Regions from separate parts of the Gossypium hirsutum genome. Here all the other regions are linked to region 3. The links are chromatin contacts, called in public Hi-C maps. All regions are on one chromosome and are shown on one strand. Each heading gives the region's core, a stretch centred on a gene start, on an enhancer-like site or on the middle of the called end of the contact. The rest is flanking DNA. Distances are from core to core; before and after follow the strand shown.

Region 1 (2,700 bases), core at 138-2,637, 840 kb before region 3:
CCAAAAAAATACTTCCAAATTTAATTATAACAATTTTTTATCATCAAATTTTAATATTTATGGTTTGGGGTTTTTATTAAAAATATATTTTACACGTGTTTTTCACAATTTTTGGGTTTGATTTTTGTTTTAATAAAAAATCTAATCATTTATCAATATAATTGTACTTATTATTTTTGTAAATTTTTAATCTAATTCGACATTTATCATATTGATCTAGAATATTATATATATTAATATTTATTAAATAATTGAAAGTTTTTTATATAAAATAAATAATCAGAAAATTTTAAGCTACAATACAAAAATATATAAAACTGCTGTAAATGAATCCTTTCATCTAAAAAATATTATATAAAAGGAAGACAGAGAAAATAGAAGGGAAATGAAGGTAATGTTGAGTTAACTTATAAATTTTTTACTTGATAAATAATATTATTCTTAGAAATAAGAATAAAAATACCATTATTAAGAAATTAAGATTTAATAATAAAAACACACACAAAAGCCCAGCCGGATTTTGCATATATAGAAAAAGATCAATTGAATTTGACCATGACACAACTTTTATGAATTTATACTAATAGTCAATAAATATAACTCTACTATGGGATAAATATTAAAATTTTCATTATCTTATGTTTTAAATTCAATAAAAGAGAAAAAGAATATATTATAATATCTGTGGAAAGATAAAAAGACGTAAACTTGTAATTCAAAAAAAATTAAAATTTATGTTTAAAACCATATATATCATTTGAAAAAAAAATTAAAGAATAAACATTAAACACAAAGTAAGAAGAGTTTACTTACAGGAAACAAATTATAATAATAATCTCCCATTGTGAGCATACTATTCCAAGAGATGAGAGATCCAAATCCCAGAATCCAACAAACAATCATGGCACTCAGTTTTCCCTGATTTTTTTTTAACAATAAACTAAGTCAATAATACATGTAATTAAATTTAAAAAGATAACTCTAAGCTCATTGATAACTCAAACGAACAAGACGAGAAAGCACAAACCTCAAGCCTTGAAGGGGATTCTCCTCCATAAACATTAGTCATGTTTACTTGCTGGGTATTCTTCAAGATTCTGTCAGAAAACGAAGACCTTAACTTTGTAGTGATAATCAAAACTGGGTGTTCTTCAACCAAGGCGGGTCATAAGCAAGAATGGAAAAAAATATATATACACAGAAGAGCTTACAGTTATATTTAGAAGGATGATGTGAAGTGTGAACAGCTGAATAGTATAATAGAGGGTGTGAAAGGCAACAACATGACTTTGTAAGGGAAAAACAATAAATGAAGGAAGAGATACCATTATATAAATAAAGATTCTTTTCCCTCTCTCAAGAAAAGGAAATCCATATGTACAAAAACAAAATTGATTATAATTTATGATGGGATCCGTTTTAGATCATTATATTTAATGCATTATTTTTTATTAATTATTTATCATATTAATGTTGTGGCCGAGTTAAGCTTTGCTGGATCCGTATACGAAAGTTATGGAGTTAAGGTAATTATTTATTGATATGAATAATTTAAAGGTATAATTTTAATTTTTAATATTTATATTTTTTTATTTTTACTCTTTATTTTTTAGTTAAATTTAGTTTTCAGAAAACAATTTAATTATTTTTTATGAAAATATTAATTAAATTATTTTTTAAAAAAATTGTCCACATATTTTAGGCTAAATTTTTTTTTATTTTAAATTTTTTTTTAAAAATTTTAGATTATTTGTTGGCATAGAATATTAGATAAATAGTGACACGTTAGCATGAAGCGCACGTAAACTGTCATGTGAGTTGCTACGCCAACATTATTAAAAATTAATATTTTAATTAATATTTTCATTTTTAAAGACTAATAATCAAATTTAAATAATAAAAATAAAAATTAAATTAATAAAAATATAAATATTAACTACTAAATTTATTATTATACTTAATTTGAAATAAAAAATTTTGCTTTATATAAAAGATTCTTTCCTTATTCATGAAAATTACAAAAAAAAAATTCCTTTTTGGGATGAAATTAGTGTGATTGCTGGTGATTCCAATTAAGCAACTTGAATTATTACACTTACTTATTTAATGATATTGAAATTCGATTTATATCTAATGACTAATGATCAATATGTAGTTGAAATTTAAAAGAAAATAAATTTTAAAAAGAAAAGTTACATTCAATGATTAATATTCGCAATTAAATTAATAAATATTCAAAAGGCGCAACTCAACTATAATCATCACAAACATATATATTTATTATTATTGTATTAAAAATAGGATTTAATCAAAGGAGTTAAGACGATGAGAGAAAATATTTAGTAGGAGTATTTTGTGCTCCACTGTATAAGAAAGTCAACAAGATAAGCTGAGGTATTCTTTAGTGCCAATTAATGAATGTGAACTCCAATAGGTGGAGTTGGGAGAAATGGAAATAAGGTGGAAAAGGCAGATATAAAAGAACAAAGCAGCTGTCATCGTAAATGGGCAGTAACCGAATTTTTTTAAAAAAAATTGAGTTCAAATGAATAAAAAATAAAATCATTTAACTTATTAATTTGAATTCAAAATTATCATAACTATCATTTGCAGAAGAAAGGCAAGCAATAGTTATGGACTCCTCGGCATGTGTATCGATGGAACGATCAGCGCATAGATATTTATTAATGTAAAAGCATA
Region 2 (2,700 bases), core at 34-2,533, 670 kb after region 3:
AACAAGAATTATGACAAAAGAAATATACTAATATATATATATATATGAAAAATAGAGAATCAAATATGAAAAGAAAAGAGAATAACAAATATGCAAAATAGAGATACCAAAGAGAAAATCAAATATGGGAAAATAAAAAGAATAACATATATGAAAAATAAAAATAATTAAATATGAGAAATGAAAGAGAATAACATATATGAAAAGTAGAGATGGGTATTTTCCATAAAATATTAAATTCCCTTTTATATCTCTATTTTCAATATATATTATTATATTTTTTTTCCCATATTTGATTCTCTAATTTTTTTTCCCATTCAAGAGTCTCTTTTTTTTTATGTACTAAGTTGTCTTTTTTGTTTTTTTTTTTATTTTTCTTTTTTTTCCTCAATTGAAAATCTTAGTCTTCGTATTTAATAACCACTGATGTCTCCAATTATGATGGCCTTTCATGTTAATTTTGACACCAAAGAAGAGATTTTCTCTTTCTCGTTGACTTCTACAGTTCTGATCTCCTAGTAGCCGGCTCTAAATATTCTAAAACAATAACCAAAACTTTAAACTACTTTTTCTATAATGTTTTTTTAAAAAAAATCACTGGTGTCGTCTAACATGATGATGACACCTAAAAATATATTTTTTTAGAAATTTAATAGGTGTCCAATTAAAAATAATTTTTTTCTATTTAAATACCAATATTTTTGACAAATATTTAAAAAATATGTATTAGTGTCACATGACATAATAACAACATTTAAAAAAATATTTTTAAAAAAAATCGATGATTAGCTAATCCAGTACATCGATGATCACGATGAAAAATGCATCATTTACTCATATAATTTTAGATTTAGATTATTTTCATAAATAAATTAATTATTTTGGGTCAGTTAGGTAAAAAAACCAAAATTTGATTGAAATAATATTCATTTAAAAATTCAATTGAGACATTTGATGTGAGATGTACAGGTGCAATTATTTTTTTGTTAAAATATGTGGTCCCTCTCCACACGGCTATCTGCACTAAAACTGTCTGATCATGTATTAGCGGTGAATCTTTACCCCTTTCCGCAAATATCTAATAAAGTATAAAGTCGTCGTTTTCCCATTTCGTTTTGTTATTGTTCCGCTTAACGGAGCGCGTTAACTTCCCGTCATAAGTTCGTCAACTATCTCCTATCCACCGCTACGTCGCCAAAATTACTCTCACGCATCTACAGCGCGTGGATACCACAGCCCCTTAGGAAAATACGTTACCTTAACCAATACTGAAACTTCAGCGACTTCTTTCCAGCTTTCATTTCTTTTCCTTTTTTTTTGGTTTGAACTCTCTTTATAAAACCTCCCCAAAATCTCTCAATCTACTTTCATTGTAAAAATCTACACGTCAGGTCCCAGTTCTGTTTAATTCTTCTCTAATTAAGCGTTAATCAAATTGAAGATCATACTTTATTTTGGATTTACGAAGAGAAGTAGCTATCTTTTCTTTGATTCTCTTGTTCTTTTTAAGTGATGGAAAACAAAGCGGCGGTGAGGTTTACATTAGGGAAGCAATCGTCGATGGCGCCGGAGAGAGACAGAGGCGAAGCCGATGGGAAAGAGAACGAGGAAGGAGAGGAGATAGATGAAGGACTTAGGTTGATGTACTTGGCCAACGAAGGTGATTTGGACGGCATTCGCGAGCTCTTGGACTCGGGGATCAATGTTAATTTCCGCGACATCGATGATCGGACGGCTCTCCATATTGCAGCTTGTCAAGGACAGACCGATGTCGTTTCCTTGCTCCTTCAGCGCGGCGCTGACGTCGAATCTACAGATCGATGGGGAAGCACTGTAAGCAAAAAACCAAAATTGCCTCCTGTTTTGCTCTTTTTATATTTTTTTCTCTCTAATATATATAGTTTTGGTTAAATAGCCTTTGGCAGATGCTGTATATTATAAGAATCATGATGTGATTAAGCTTCTGGAGAAACATGGAGCTAAGCCTTTTGTAAGTTCCTTTTGAATTTTCTATTTGGAAATCTTTTTCCTTCGCTGATTTTTCTATTTATGTTGCTTGTTGAATTTTGGTCTTAGATGGCTCCAATGCATGTAAATCACGCGCGTGAAGTTCCAGAATATGAGATTGATCCAAAAGAACTTGATTTTACTAACAGCGTCAACATTACAAAGGTAATCTCTTATTTTATTATATGTTGCTGATCATGGTTTCATAATTGTTTAAATCATAGTTATGTAAAGGACGACTTTTATTGGGAAATTCATCAAGACCTGGGGACTTGCTAATAGTGGTTACATTTGCATTCATAAGAAGAACAATTTTGGTTTGGATCTGTTTCTCAGTGTACGTTTAACTTGGCGCCCGGTACGGCGTAATTGATCTTCCATCGCCCCGAATTGTTGTTCTGATTACAAGGGCAGCACGGTGGAGACCATTCTAACATACTGCAATTTCACTGGACAGTGGACCCTTTTGGGTCTGGTGGAGAATTCCCTCCAATCGCACTCCCCTTGCCATTTTCACCCTTGCTTTCGTTCTTTAAATTTTCAACACTTGGCTATTTCGAATTTTCTATTTTGTTTCATTTAAAGGTTTTTAATTATTTTTTTCATTTAAAATGATAAATTAATTTATGTTATAAGTGAATACATAAGTAGATAATAGAAATGCTGACCAAGTCTTAGCTCAGTTGGCATCGG
Region 3 (2,700 bases), core at 119-2,618:
ATAAGTAGGGAAGTAAAACACAATTTGATTAGAAAGAATTAAAAAAAATTTAAATTTCGAGTTAATCGAATTGAGTTATTCAATTTTTTTCGAGTCTACATGAATAAATAATTCGATGTTCGAGTTCGAGTTGAGTTAAATTTTACCATTCTTAAATTTTACCATTCAAATAACTCGAATAATTTGAATAAAAAATTGATGTAAACAGTCTTTGTTAGTTTTTGAAAATGAGCAAATCGGCCTCTCTTACCAAAAATTACAAAAAAAAATTTAAAATAAATTTTAAAATTCTAAATATTTATAAAATTGCAAAATGTATATTTTTTCAACAATTATAAAAATCTAAAGAATATATAAAGAAAGTTAAAAATTTTAAAATTTTCTAAAATAATAAGTTTGGGACCTAAATAAGTTAATTAATGATTCAAGCATACTAAAATATCTTTTTTTTCTCTTATTTTTCTTTGAAATTTTTTAAATATATATGATTTCAAATTTATTTACTCTAACATGGAATTAGTTATATTGTATTGAGATTTTAATTCAAAATGTTTAATTTTTTAATTTAACTCGAATAATTTCACTTGATTCGATTAGAAAAAAAAAATTCAAATTGAGTTAGGATAATAAAAAAAGGACCCACCAACTCAATTTTTTTTACTCAATTCGATCAAACACTCACCCCTATTTATAAGCACAAGTTAAAATAGTAAATTTTATCTCAATCAACTTGAAATTTACTATCCAACCATTGAATATTTGAATTTTTGTTTAATCAATTTATGCAATTATTTAAAAAACAATTATATCTAATAAATATTTGAAACTCAATATTTACCTCGATAGGTTATCTTTTAGAAAATTAAAAATTAAATAGGTAAGGAAGAGACGGTGAGGTTTGTTAAAGAAAATGAAAGAAATTAAATAAAAAAAGGTACCCGAAGTCAATCTACCTAAATTTGACTTGGAGAAAAGAAACCTTGGGTCTTAAGACATTGAAAATTGGATTATTGTCCTGCTCACTTTAGTAGAGAATTTTTTTTTCTAGAATGACATGGTAAAATAATAAAATAATTAAAATAATTATATATATGATAAAATCCTAAAAAAATTTATGAATTTTTTTATTCTTATTAATATTAGATGAACTATTTATTCTTAAAAACTTGTTATAAAAGGGAAAAGAAAAACAAGAAAGGAGTTTGTGGAATGTGATTAAATTAAAGAGGGTCTTATTCCATGATCAAAAGCAAAATTAAAAAAGGAAAAGTAATTTCTTTTAAAGAAGGAAAAAAAATAAATAATAGTTTGTTGGATATTAAGCGGTGAATTATTTAAGCGGCACCTTCTTTAAAATGGACCGGCGCTTATCGCGGAACGAAGAAAAGGAAATATACTGCGCCAAACTGTCTTCTTTCTTTCTACTGCTTTGTGAGCTCTGCTTGGGACCACTTTTCTCCTTTTGCTTTGCATACTAAACTATATACATACATGTGTTCAAAGAAGAATGGCACTTTTATCCATTTCTCCAACAATATTAGCTTTTCAAAAGTATAACCTTCTACCTTCAAATTAGATTATTATTATTATAAATATCATGTTCATGATACTAATTCAGTTTCTCGAGTAGCAATGGCATATTCTAATTAAAGTTAAACAAGGCAGCTTTGTGAGACCCAGAAACAAAAGTCACAAGTGAAGTTGAAGATCCGACTTGGTTTTTTCAGCTCTCTTCTTCTCTTTTTCAACATTATTATAACTCTATTCTTTTGCAAACTCACTCTCACTCTCTCCCCATTCTTCTCTTAAGAAAAAAAATTATGGATTGCTTTGATCTTGAGAACCCATTCACCAGCTTGGACAATCAAGAATCTGATATAATCTCAGCTCTCTTCTCTTCAGAATCTGATCACATGCCTTCCCACAACTACTTTCTAAGTTTAAAGAGCAATGACTTGTTTGTTTCTTTTCGACAGGAAGCCATTTCTCTCATTTTGAGGGTACCCATATCTATTTTCACTATTCACTACTGTTCTTTTCCTTCCATTTCATTTTAATACATGGTTTACTGTTCTTGTCTTTTATAACTTGTTTTAATTGGTCAGGCACAGTATTCATGTAACATTGATCCTTACACAACATACCTGGCTACTAACTACATGGACCGGTTCGTCTCCAGGCAAGAAATTCCTGTATGTAGGCAAGATGAAGAGTGTTGTTTTCTTGGTAACCAAACAAAGTATTTTTTATAACAACTTGAATACTGTAACAGCAAGGTAATCCATGGGTGTTGAGGCTTCTTGTGATCGCTACCATTTCTTTGGCTTCAAAGATGAAGGAACAACACTTCTCTTCCTCCAATTTCCAGGTTAATTAAACATCTCATCTTAATTTGAAATTTTTTTTTTTACCTTCATGCGAAGACTAATACAAATGAAACAGAGAGACGAAGGGTTCATCTTTGATGCCCCCGCAATTCAACGAATGGAGCTTCTGATACTTGATGCCTTGAATTGGAGAATGAGATCAGTAACACCCTTGTCGTTTATCTGCTTCTTCATATCTTTGTTTGAACTTAAAGATCCACCTTTGAGACAAGCATTGAAAGATAGAGCAACAAACATAATCTTCCAAGCTTGTAATGGTAATTAAACAGAACATAGTAACATGTCCGTTATGTCTTTTATCGGAAAACAGCTT

What was found. Hi-C and Micro-C count contacts between places; a contact is called where the count stands out from the background.
Region 1: a Hi-C map of leaf shows a contact between it and region 3, with 2.4 times the contacts expected there. The contact joins the promoter of LOC107934246 here to the promoter of LOC107962239 in region 3. A contact is called at or near these places in 4 of 34 Hi-C or Micro-C datasets (callus and leaf).
Region 2: a contact with region 3 is called in a Hi-C map of leaf, with 2.4 times the contacts expected there. The contact joins the promoter of LOC107962161 here to the promoter of LOC107962239 in region 3. A contact is called at or near these places in 3 of 34 Hi-C or Micro-C datasets (callus and leaf).

The regions. Positions count from the first base shown.
Region 1 is chrA06:93,999,159-94,001,858 of Gossypium_hirsutum_v2.1, forward strand. LOC107934246 (equilibrative nucleotide transporter 3) reads right to left here and starts at 1,388. Exons shown (of 10, transcript XM_016866624.2): 1 at 1,212-1,388; 2 at 1,028-1,097; 3 at 814-918. The coding sequence starts at 1,069.
Region 2 is chrA06:95,513,259-95,515,958 of Gossypium_hirsutum_v2.1, forward strand. LOC107962161 (integrin-linked protein kinase 1) reads left to right here and starts at 1,284. Exons shown (of 12, transcript XM_016898423.2): 1 at 1,284-1,833; 2 at 1,916-1,990; 3 at 2,077-2,172. The coding sequence starts at 1,513.
Region 3 is chrA06:94,839,040-94,841,739 of Gossypium_hirsutum_v2.1, forward strand. LOC107962239 (putative cyclin-D6-1) reads left to right here and starts at 1,369. Exons shown (of 6, transcript XM_016898557.2): 1 at 1,369-2,000; 2 at 2,106-2,192; 3 at 2,273-2,368; 4 at 2,443-2,644. The coding sequence starts at 1,821.